Regions from separate parts of the Mus musculus genome. Here regions 1 and 3 are each linked to region 2. The links are chromatin contacts, called in public Hi-C and promoter capture Hi-C maps. All regions are on one chromosome and are shown on one strand. The core of a region is the stretch at or near the end of the contact, and the rest is flanking DNA. Distances in the headings are between cores, read along the strand shown. Region 1 holds the start of Mgme1 (mitochondrial genome maintenance exonuclease 1). Region 2 holds the start of Tasp1 (taspase, threonine aspartase 1). Region 3 holds the start of Dstn (destrin).

Region 1 (3,790 bases), core at 1,089-3,588, 4.2 Mb before region 2:
CTAGAAAGGACTGCTTTAAGGACGCTATCCTCTTCACTTGTCTAATGAGTCAGGAGCTGATGCCTGCCTGCCAATGTGATCAAAACACACTGTACCAGATTCTCTAAGAACTGGTCACATTTTTAAAAACAAGAGAGTTGAAGGCTGAAGGTTATTTAACCATTTCCTAGCCAAGAACATTTGATCAGTTCAATTTACCAAACTATAAGCGGGGATTGGGAGTTCTGGATTGTGGCTAGTCAAATGATACTGACTAGTAGAACAATGGGTAACCATTACATTCTGAGCAAGAAAAACTATTTAAAAACTAGACTTTTGGCAGGGCAGCGGTGGCACATACCTGTAATCTCAGCACTTGGGAGACAGAGGCAGACGGACTTCTGAGTTCGAGGCCAGCCTGGTCTACAGAGTGAGTTCCAGGTCAGCCAGGGCTAAACAGAGAACCCTGTCTCGAAAAACCAAAAACCAACCAACCAACCAAAAAAACCCTAGACTTTTGTCAAGAGATGGAAAAGAATTGATAGGTTGTTTATAAATTATGCAAGTTTGTCAAATAATTTGATCTCTGTTATTTCCATTTCTTTAAGTGTGAACTACAGTTAATAGTATCTACGAAGATTAAGCAAATTAGCAGACATGAAATGCTATTTGAAAGTACTTCCTCAGTAAGATTTTTTTTTAAGCTCCATTCTTCTGACAGGAATGCTCTATCTCCTAAAAACCAGTGACCACACATAACCAGAAGCAAGATAATTACTTGAAGTATATTCTGCAAACCCGTCTTCTCCCAGCTCCAGAACCATCCGCTCTTTCCACCTCTCCAAAAAGAAGCTCTGTTCAGGTGGCATGGTCTGCTGAAGGATGCGGGTCACACTGGGTATCGAGTTCCTTTGCAAAGGGATCTTCAAAGGGCTTGAAGAAGCATCTGTGTGTGGTTTCCCGGTTCTCTCTTCATTGAAGATAGGAAAGCAGTGTTGTGGGACTCTGGCCTGTGGCTCCGGCTCTGCAGCCTTATGCTTACTCACTGGTCCATACAGTACATCATCTTCCTTGAACAACGACTCTGGAGTCTGGGCCGGGCCTCTGGACAAGACAGAGCGTACTAAACGAGAGTACTTCGCTTGGTCTACTGCTTCGTAAGAGTTTTTCTTCTTCTGGCTACACAAATAAGAGAAAGTGGAGAAACTCACAGGAGGGCTTGCTTTTACAGAAAATCTGTTTAACCTGCTAAGCAGCCTGCAGAAGGTCAGAGGCAGTTTCATTTTTAGACTTCGCCCCTCTAACTTTTCTCTAGTCTGGAAAGTTTAAAAGTGTGTTCTGTTCGTATCTGAAAAAAAAAAAAAAGTGGTGTTAGGTTTAAGACATTTTCTATATTAAAACCATCAAATTGAAAATCACACAAGAGCCGGGTGTGGTGGCGCACGCCTTTGATCCCAGCACTTGGGAGGCAGAGGCAGGTGGATTTCTGAGTTAGAGGCCAGCCTGGTCTACAAAGTGAGTTCCAGGACAGCCAGGGCTACACAGAGAAACCCTGACTCAAAAAACCAAAAAACAAAAACAAAAAAACCCACAAGAACATTAAAAGTGCATACACTAAACTTTTGACGTTTCCAAAAAAAAAGAGAAAATCATTCCCAAGTAAGATTCATGAAAATTGTAAGTGGCTTTTGTTCAATGTTAATGTGTTGGCCGTTTCGGATATGACACCTTAAATCTGAATGTGACAAGGCCTGGAGGCATAGACCAGGAAACTTAAGTTACTTGGGTGGCTGAGGCAGTATGAAATTGAGATTTTGGGTTAGCTTGGCTTTGTCTCTAGAAACAAAACAACTACAATCTGCCCCCCCCCAACAAATTCACAAGTCTTAATTAACAGTTAAACACCTACATCTACATACCAAACTCTTACTAAATATTCTGTATGGGCATCGCTCATCTATTCCTCACGCCGCCCTTTAAAAAGTGGGTGCTACTGTGACCTCGTGGTCCAGACTCGGGACATGTCGCAAGTGGGTCTGCACAGCCCATCCAACGTTAATTCCAGAAAATGATCTCTGCAGGTGTCTCCCATGGCTGCGACAGGACAAGCGTGGCCCTTCGTGCCCGAGTTTGGATAGGGAAGAGAGTATTTAAATAGAAGGTCGGTCAGCGGCAGGGTTCTAGCTGTACCTGAGATGCCACCACGCTGTAACACCCAGCCCGCAAACAACCCTCTCGGGACCCGTACTTTCATCGGTCCCGCGCTTTCCCAAAGCGAGGCGGCCCCAGCATGCACTACGGCGTTCCCGTCGCACCTGTGAGGCGCCATCCCCTCCACGCCCCCGAAGCAGAAGCGCGGGCGCCGTCAAGCCGCGCGTTGTCGCGCTCACGAGATCTCGCGCACGTCACCGCCGCTCGCCATCTTGGACTCTGGCTGAGCCATAAATTGCCCGGGCCGCGGTGCGCGTCCTTTCTCGAGGCGTGCCTCGCCGGCGGAGGGTTCGGAGCCCGCGTTCCCGTCGCGGCCCTCCGGTGCTGGTGTCCGCGTGGCGCGGAGCGAGGGTAGGCTCCCCGCGTAGCTTCTATTGCCCGGCTCCAAGATGGACGGCCGCGGGGACGGGGGAGGCCGCACTGGGGGAGCACGTGGCGTGCCGCTCGCTGGCCTGCGCCCGGGGCTGCTGGGATGGTGGCGGAGTCCCGCGGCCTCCAGCCGCCGTCCGGCAAGGAGGCCGGCGGAGGCGGGGCCGCGGCCGCCCCTGAAAGGCGCCCCGGCGGCGGCCCAGCCTCTTCTTTCCTCGCACAGCCACACGGCCCCTGCTCGAGGCCCGCGTCGCCATGGCCGCGGTTCCCGAGTTGCTGGAGCAGCAGGAGGAGGACCGCAGCAAGGTGAGATCCCTTCCTCGCTCGCTACCTGGGCTGGAGGTTCCCGCCGGCCTCCTTGGGCTGGGTGGATCTTCTCTGGGGCTCGGACCCCAGCAAGATCCCGAGGTTTTCCCTCAACCACCCCTTTAGAGATGGCTTTCCAACGGGGTGTCTCTGCACGCTCATTCTCTGACCAAGGAGACCCAGACAAGTGGGACCCCACTTCTTGAGCTCTCGGTGGGAAGCTGACCGACGCTCTGCCAGTCATTCGACTGAGGCTAATCCTCTGAAGCCCTTAGGAGCGTGGTTTTTTTTTTTTTCTTTTTTCTTTTGCTCCTAAAACTTAAATCGACTACATGGTAATTGGAAAGTGGATCAAAGTTTCGTTTGCTATTCCTATCTCCTTTTAAGAAAATGGCCTTTTCGTTTAAAATAGTGGGGAGATTTCTAACGAGTATCTGTATGTAGCATGGTTTTTGCAACTTGGGAACGCTAAATGTGTCCTCGTGGGAGTTGTAATTTTTAGTAAATCCTGTGTGTTGATATAACCCTCGGGCTGCAAATATCTTGAGGACTAATGCAATAAACAGGGATTGCTATACGGGCAATAAAGGATTCTACTTTTATTGGCTCTTTAAACTTGAATTTTCCACCGCACAGGTAGGTTATGAGTCAGTTTTGTGGACAAAATCGTCAGTAATATGGGAGCTCTTAGATTTTAATAAGAGCTGAATTAAGATTTCATTTTAAGTACCTTTGAATGGGCAAACATTTTTTTTTTTGTTTTTGTTTTTGTTTTTCGAGACAGTTTCTCTGTATATCCCCGGCTGTCCTGGAACTCACTTTGTAGACCAGGCTGGCCTCGAACTCAGAAATCCGTCTCCCAAGTGCTGGGATTAAAGGCATACGCCACCACGTCCGGCGCAAACTTTTTATCTAGTAAGTAAAT
Region 2 (4,217 bases), core at 547-3,046:
TACACAGATAAATTTCATAACTGTCTCTTAATTTTTACCCATAAAAGAAAATTATTAAGAAGATATCTTAAACAATATAAGAATTATTAATTATGTGTTTGGGATTACCAGCAGATGAATTTTTTTTTCAATTCACATATTTTAATCTAGGGATGACAGGATAAAAATCACTAAACTCCTCATCCTCAAACTGCCTTCTTGCACTTCGTTCTTGATCATCTAAAAGCCCCGTTATTGGTTGCTCTCCTCTTCTGGGGCGTCGGGCTTATCACCCTTCCTGCTCCACCGCTAAGATTAAACCAAGAAATTCCACAATCCAGTAATGCTTTAGGTGCGTTACATTTACCCAAAGGGCTTGTTAAAAGACCAGCCTTTAGGGAGGCAGAGAGATAAGCGGATATGAGTTTGAGGCCAGCCTGGTCTACAAAGTGAGTTCCAGGACCACTAGGGCTATACAGAGAAACACTGTCTCGGAAAAAACAAAACAAAACAAAACAACAAACATTCATTTAGGTGGATTCTAAGAATTTGCATTTTTAAGTAAGAGTTTAGGTAATTCTAAACTGCTGGTCTGAGACCTCACATAGGATACATGTGAAAATACATGCTGAAACATCTCATCTAAAAATCCAAAACCTCAGCTGCTCCCACACTGTGCACAAAACTATTTAAAAATGCGTTACAAAATTACCTTTAGTCTCTGTGTATAAGGTCTGCATGAAATACAGCTGAGTATTTTTGCAACTGGAGTCTCATCCACTGCTTTGGTTTGGGACCAGGGACAAGGGACTGAGGCGCATATTTTACATACCAAAGCACACCTGAACTTCAGTTTCACTCAGCATCCCTCAGTCCCTTCTTGGCGAACCCTGCCCCAACCCTGAACTTTCCAGTCCAGCGGCCGAGCTGCCCTTCCCCCAGAGGCTCTTCCCTCTATAATCAAGATATTTTGGTCTCCCTTGTTTTCCTTCTCTTCTCTCACCTCCAATGCTCCCCTGGCCTCAATCCTTGGGGCCAGTGAACTCCCCTGAAAGCAACTTCCCAATATTCTGCCTTTAATATAATCTTAATTGGTTTGAATTGGCTCATTTCACCGTTGGAGAAATAACCTATCACCCAGGACGTTTTATTATGTATAAGCAAGTATTTCAAAATTTGAAGAAAAGAAAATTCCCAAATACTTCTCAAGTATCTCAGACGACTGATACCTAACCTGCAGTGTTCTATTCCTTCTAATCTCTGCTCCCCACAAACAGGCTGTCAAACCATTCTTGATACTAGTTACAAGGATTGCTACTGGCTCTTGGTCTTTGATCTTGGACAGTTAAAGACTAACTACCTTTTCTGACTCCCACTTAAACAAAACCTAGGTTGAATCCTGCTTTTCCATAGGGGTCAAGGCTACATGGATGAGGGAAGGGTTCTTCTGCAACGCCCTCATCAATGATGGCTACTATTTTCATAACGTGCAACCCGCTCGTCAGTCAACTTCGTGGGTAACAGGTAGACACATCCTCAAAGCTAATTACCGAGCACAATGAAAGCAAGGTGGGCAACGGCGATTGTATAGCTATGACAACAAACAAACCCCCAATAGGCCAATAAATACATATTTTAAAAAACCCTCAGATATCAGAAGCCAGAAATAACCGCGGAGTGTCTCAGCTCAAACGCTTAAAGAGAGAGACGCTATAGCCTAGGCGATTAGGACTCAGGCTCGCGGGGCGTCTGCTTCCGGCCACGTGTGCACGTCGACCAATGGAAAGGCTTTACGCCACTCCCGCTTCCTCACCCTGGCAACGGGCGAACGACTACTTCCTGTGTGTGAGTGCTCTGCGCTGACGCGGGTGAGTGTCCCTCGTTCTGACGCTGTCCGCGTCGCCGCTGCCTAGCCTCGGTCTCCGTATGGTCCGGCAGGCCCGCGTGGCGTCCTCACGCCACCGCTCGGGACGGCTCTCACGGCGCCACCTGTCCGGCCCGGCGCAGGGCCCCACGGATTCCCCGGCCCGGAGTTGTGGTCACGCGTGGGGGCCGCCAGTTCCCTTGGCTGCGGAGTTCTCGGAGCTCTTCGCGCGCTGTGCAGTCCCAGGCTACAGGGAACTCACGTGTCCCAGGTCCACAGCGGGCCCGGGATGTGTCACAGACAGATGTCGCGGTGGGGTCAGAGCTTCCCTGAGTCTGTTAGAGCCCGGGTTAGCGTCCCGAGGGACATGTAGCATCCAGTCAGTGTAGAGGTGGCTAGGACTGAGTCAGTGAAGATGCTGGAGAGGCGGGCGAGTAGCTGTAAACTGGAGGTGTTTTGAAGTAGAAGGCATAGGGATTCCTCCGAGTTCAACTTAATTATACCGAGGAGAGGAAGGGAAGGTTTATTGGGGGCCATTGAACCAAGACCTTTCTTTGAATAACAAGCTAAGGGAGTTTATCTTACGCACTCAGGCGTTTGGTTATTAGAAGCAGTGGCCGTGGTTATTAGAAAATGCTTGGGAATTGCAGAACAAGAGATTAACATAGTTGCCGCCACTAAGGATTTTGTGCTTTATAATTTCTTAGGTGTTGTAGATGTCACCGACAAGTGTATGTGTATAATATGGTTAAAACTAGAAATTGCAGTTTTGTATATGTTGCATTCATTGCACGGATAGATTGGTTTTGCCTTTTTTTGGGGGAGGGGAGAGGGTTATTTTAGTTTATGTGTGTGACTGCTTGCATCATAATGTCTGCACCGCGAGCATGGGCATATCCGTGCAGGCCAGTAGAGGGCATCTGGGGGAATCAAGGATGGATGTAAGCCAGCGAGTGGTGCTAGGAACTTACTCAGGTCCGCTAGAAGCAAGTGCTCTTTATTGCCGAGCTGTCTTTCCAACCCTGGTTATTTTATTTTTTTTCTTATTGAGGTGTAATCAACACAGTACCAAAATCCTCTTAAATTGTAAGCTTCTCTCTCCCCCTCTCTCATTTTAAGGATTCAAAAGTTGTATGTATGTCGTTGCTGTCTAGTTCCAGACCAATTTTTATCACCTTCCCCAGATATCTTGTGCCCAGTACAGTTACTTACCCTTCTCCAGTTTCCCCCAACTTCTGATCCATGGTTTAGTATGTATCTTTCTGTTTTGTACGGTTTAAGTAAATAGAAGTATGTAACAGGTGTCCTTTTGTGTCTAGCTTCTTTCAGTGAGCATAATGTTTTCAAGATTTGTCCATAGCTATGTAATAATGCCTCATTCCTTTGTGTTTATGTTACCCCCCCCCCCATTGATTCTGGGGATGGACCCGCACACATGCTGGGTGAGCATCCTACCACTGATGGATGTACCTCCCCCGTTCCTTTTTATGGATATGCAGTTGGATTGTTTGGTCCTTCGGGTTATTTTGGAATAATTCTGTACACATCATATTTGTAACTTTTTGTGTGGATATTTGATTTTAGTTTTATATTTGATCTTTTTGTTTTTTTGGTTATGTATATAGAAGTGGAACTTCTGGGTGGTTATGTTTGGAGAACTCAACAGACACTTTCCAGAATGATCACAGCACATTGAATCCTGCAGATAAGAAAGGTCTTCATCTCCAGACACCTGTTTTGATTATATGCGTCTTATAGTGGTACTAGGGAAATAGTGTCTCACTATTGTTTTGATTTTTATGATGAATAATCTTAAGCATCTATCTTTGTATTTATAAAACATTACATAGTTTTGGAGAAATATTTAAGTTGTTTGACTAGATATTTTAAATTTTATTTTATGTGGATGCATGTTTTGCCTGCATATATGTCTGTGTACCACATTCTTGCCTGTTATCAACAGAGGCCAGAAGATGGCATCAGGTCTCCTGGGATAGGACTTAAGAAGGTTGTGATCTGCCATGTGGGCGCTGGGAATCAAGAGCAGCCAGTTAGTGCTCTTAATCACTAAGCCATCTCTCCAGCCCTAGGTGGCTTTTATTTTTATTTTATTTTATTTTTTTTTGAGATGGGTCTTACTGTGGCCTGGAAATTCACTGTGTAGACCAATCTTGTGTCAAACATCTGACTTAAGAAACCATTTCTGAGGCTGGGTGTAGTGTGGCACCTGCCTTAAATCTCACAACACAGAAGGCAGAAGAAAGGGGATCTCTGAACAATTTCCAGGGTAGCCAGAGCTACATAATACAGGGATTTTTTTTTCTTTCTCTCAAATAGACCTTGTCTCCAAAAACTAACCGAGCAAGCAAGCAAG
Region 3 (4,046 bases), core at 1,281-3,780, 3.8 Mb before region 2:
TTTGCACATTATGAGGAAGCTGACACACCCAGTACACACACAGAAATGTTGTTTGCCATGTGCAAACAGAAGATACACTTCCCTCCTGTGGAAAGGGGCTTTTATAGACATTTATTGTGATTATTTTGTAGTGAGACATTTGAAAACATGACATCTCATTTCTCTAATTTCAATTTCCTTTATTCCAACTGCTTCTAGAAGACATAATGAGTACCAGGAAGTAATTCTTCTAATTTAAAACAAGCCCATATGTAGTTAAACTTTAATCTTCCCATTACCACCCCAAAAAGAGGAAAGGGGGTAGGGATAACTAAACGCACTCAGGAGTCCGAGAGAGTAGAATGCCAGGCCACTCTGGCCTAATCCAAGGCCCCAACTCAAATATAAAAATACAAAACCAGTGTTGTTCTTGACACCCGAAATCCTAGCACCTGCATCGCCTCAAGTTCAAGTCCAGCTTGGGCTTCACAGTGAGTTCCGTGTGGTTCTGAATTACAGAACAAGATCTGCCTCAGCAGCCTACTACCAAATGTAAAAAGGTTTCAAATACAGAAAAGTGCTAGAATCTGGGATAATAAAGGAAAATCTCTCTATCTCTCCCTTCGCCCCACCCCCCATTCTCTAATAGCTGGACTGAATGGAGATCTTCTGTGCTTATAAAACCAAACATAGTAAAGTCTGTGTTCTAAATTCCTCATTCTTAAAACATATCCAGAACTGGCAAACTGGCTCAGCAGGTGAAAGTACTTGCCAGGCAAGTCTGACAACCTAAGTTCAATTCCCAGAACCCACAGTGAAAGGAAAACTGGCTCCTCAAAGCACCGTGGCACTCCCGTACCCAAGTCCTCAGACCATAATAAATATATCAGTACTTGGATGTAAGAATGAACCCACCTTTAGTTTTTATTTTTGTCTCCCCCAAGTACCAGGAAATCCAACAGACTCTATTTTCATTTTATTTGAATGTACACCGAACAAAAAATTAAGCTTTAAAGCCAAGCTTTTACGTTTAGAATGTTTGGCCCTGTTTTAAATACTTTTGCATTCTCAACTAAAAGAAGACTGGAGAGCAGACACCAGTTCACTTTATTACACTGAGTGCTCAAATTTAAAAGTTTATCAGCACTCAAAACCTTTGGATTTAGTCTTTACTATAAATCAACATATACATACACTTAAAATCTTGCTGAGGTTCAACAGACTTCAAGGTCTGAAATATTTGTAGCTCATAGCATTAAACCCAAACATGACTTAATATCAAGGCACAGCTAAGCATGGTCCGTTTTCAAGAAAACTATCCATTTAATCTAATGAGCCAGCCTGCACCTGCAAGCCAGTTGCTATATCCTAAGAAAAAACCAAAGTTGTTATTCAGTGAAAACACTCTGTAGACAGATAAGTGGGTACCAACTGTTTCCCGGCGCACAGATGTAGCAACAGGATAGTATTTCTAGCAGTGAGGCAAGGCCTTGCCAGCAAATCATTGACCAAAAATGGTAACATTGTGCAGACTACAGTGACAAAATGTTCCACCTGATCGCCCAGTTGAGATACTGTTTTACAACCGATTTGAGTAACACTTTGGAGGTAGAGAAGTTTGTAAATTAAGCAAAATCTCTACCATCTCAATACAACGAATGTTTCTCTTTTTAAAGGGCTGGAGTAATTATACGGGCTTTCTGAAAGTTTTTAAATTTGCATCTGAAAAGCAACAACATCATGTCCAGGACTTGCACCCAAAGTTGTGGTAAAGCCTTGTTCTCAGGTAAAGGCAAATTTCTAGCATGGATGAATGGACCCGGCAGGGAAGGGTTAAAAGAGCCACTGCCAAGCTTGACAAGCCCAACGAGAGTGCCACTGAAGCTGATTGCCAGATACGACAAACAAAGCCACGGCAAGGCCACCCGGTTCTTAATCACGCTCACTAGCAATTACTCCGCCCTCTAGAGTGTTCAATAAAATCCTTTTCCTTCTCAGTAAAAAGGGCTGGAAAAGCTCACGGGTCACCAAGCTGGCCTTGGAGAAAACCGCGCCCACACGGATGGTCTCAGGTTCGGCCGCCCATCCCGGGGATCTACCGACTTCGGGATCGAAGGCAGCGAGGCCGGGCCGAAGGGGATCCCGGGCGGCGGCCTGGAACGGTGGGCATGATGCCGCCCAGGAGCTGCCTTGGAACCGACCCCTCCCTTAGCACACGCCCGAGGATCACTCACCATGTTCGCTGGGGCGGACTTCGGGAGGAGAGCTAGGAGCCTGACGGCAAAGTCTGTGCACCTTCGTCCTCCGGGTAGCAAAAGCAGGAGAGCAGGCGCAGGGCGGACGCGGCAGCTCGAGCTTATTAAGGGCGGGCACGAGTTCCAGCCAGACTGCGGCTGCGCGCGCCCCTCGCTCCGCCCACCGTTGCTACGCAACAGGCCGGCCTCCCCAGACAGGCCCCACCCAGGAGTCCCAATAGTCTCCAGACAACTGGAAACCCCTCTCCAGTTAAGGGGAGTGCATGGGTTCCCCGCCCAGAGGAGCGCCCGGGCTGCTGCTCCGTGAAGGGTGGACACAGGACGCTCCGGGGAATCTGGCCCTGCCCTGGAGGCGGGACCACGCGATGCCCCGCCTACCGCGCGGCCTTTGCCCATACATGGAAGTCGCCACCTGGCCAGGTGTGCGCGCCGCTAGGGGCGGGGCCCCGGCGCGGAGTGGGCGGGGCGAATGCCGGTGGGCGGGTGCTCTGCTTGGCGACGAGAACTCTCAAAACGGCTCTCAGGGACCGCGACCCGCATTTTTTTACCTACTTTGGTGCTGTTCCCACCACCCAGTCCTGATTGGTCAGCGCGGCACTTCGGGCCGTCGCGTGAGAGGGAAAAATCTGCACAGTTTTCCTCCTTCCTGAGGCGACCGTGGCTGATCAAAGTGCTGTGTGAGTCAGCGCTTATTCCAGGACTGGAAAACAGGAGTGATTTGTTTATCTTCTGAGCGGGCTGGGAGGAGGCCCAGTGGCCCGCGGGGGGTGCGTGGGGGACGCCGCGTGGCCCGGGACTGTGGGCCGGGCCCCGCCGCTGCGCTTGGGGGTTTCTCATTGGGGAATTGTGTTTTCCTAAAGGGCGGTTGCACGGAAATACTGCTTCCACAGGGCCACCCGCAATCCTAGCCTTGTTTTCTCCGGGTGTTTTTGTAGCGAATAAAAGGAACTCGTAAGACGTGGGATGATCACCTCACTTTTGAACTGAATTTAGGCAACGAGAACATCAGGATCTCTATAAAAAAAGTCTTAATTATCTAAGAAGGCTTTTGGGCAACATGATCGTTGTTTTTCTTTGTTTCTGTTTTCTGGGCGCTATATAAAAAAAATCTACCCTAGGTAGCAAACCGCGGTTCCCATTAGTTTTAAGGGTTTTGTTTCTTTCTTAAGATTAAAGGCAAGTCGTGGCAATTCTAATCCCTTACTGCATTGCCACGGGGTGTTTGGCAGGCTACGGCAGTGGCGTCAGAATCACCTGGAGAGTTTGCTCAAAGATTTCTTAGTTCTGGCTCCGTGCACCTAGAATGTAACCTAAGAGTTTGCCCTTTTAACAAGTCTTTGGTATTAATAATTGGTAATCACACTGAAGAGAAAGAACCTACATCCAGCTGCAGCCCGAACCCTTCTGGCTTATTTTTGTTTTTTTTTGGGGTTGGTTTTTTGTTTTTTTCTGCTCAGGACTCTGACCCCACTAAATGAGACTTCATTTAAGGACGGTTCAACCTATCATTGGTGTTTCGTCCTCCACAATCCTGTCCAAATACAAGAATGCTGTTTACTGCATAAAATTTTCTGTGCCTTCTTCCAGATTTTTTTTTTTTTTTTTTTTTTTTTTTTTGTCCTGGAACTCACTTTGTAGACCAGGCTGGCCTCGAACTCAGAAATCCGCCTCCCAAGAGCTGGGATTAAAGGCGTGCGCCGCCACCACCCAGCTTCTTCCAGAATCTTAAGCAAGTCTCTCTGGCTCCTCTGCCTCTAGCCTCACTCCCTCTCCTTATGGATTTGCCCAGTAACTGTGTTCCTATCACCTGCC

Evidence for each region. Promoter capture Hi-C pulls out the DNA fragments that hold promoters and counts their contacts. Hi-C and Micro-C count contacts between places; a contact is called where the count stands out from the background.
Region 1: a contact with region 2 is called in a Hi-C map of B cells, with 5 read pairs. The contact joins the promoter of Mgme1 here to the promoter of Tasp1 in region 2. A contact is called at or near these places in 2 of 484 Hi-C or Micro-C datasets (B cells and CD4 T cells).
Region 3: a promoter capture Hi-C map of pre-B cells shows a contact between it and region 2, with 2.5 times the contacts expected there. The contact joins the promoter of Dstn here to the promoter of Tasp1 in region 2. A contact is called at or near these places in 2 of 39 promoter capture datasets (cranial neural crest and pre-B cells).

What each region holds. Positions count from the first base shown.
Region 1 is chr2:144,269,452-144,273,241 of GRCm38.p6, reverse strand. It overlaps Mgme1 (mitochondrial genome maintenance exonuclease 1), which reads right to left and starts at 2,338. Exons shown (of 5, transcript NM_028984.5): 1 at 2,170-2,338; 2 at 758-1,327. The coding sequence starts at 1,262. Snx5 (sorting nexin 5) reads left to right here and starts at 2,340. Exons shown (of 14, transcript NM_001199188.1): 1 at 2,340-2,541; 2 at 2,783-2,865. The coding sequence starts at 2,815.
Region 2 is chr2:140,064,384-140,068,600 of GRCm38.p6, reverse strand. It overlaps Tasp1 (taspase, threonine aspartase 1), which reads left to right and starts at 1,796. Exons shown (of 14, transcript NM_001159640.2): 1 at 1,796-1,847.
Region 3 is chr2:143,913,815-143,917,860 of GRCm38.p6, reverse strand. Dstn (destrin) reads right to left here and starts at 2,530. Exons shown (of 4, transcript NM_019771.2): 1 at 2,214-2,530. The coding sequence starts at 2,216. It also overlaps a transcript of Bfsp1 not described here.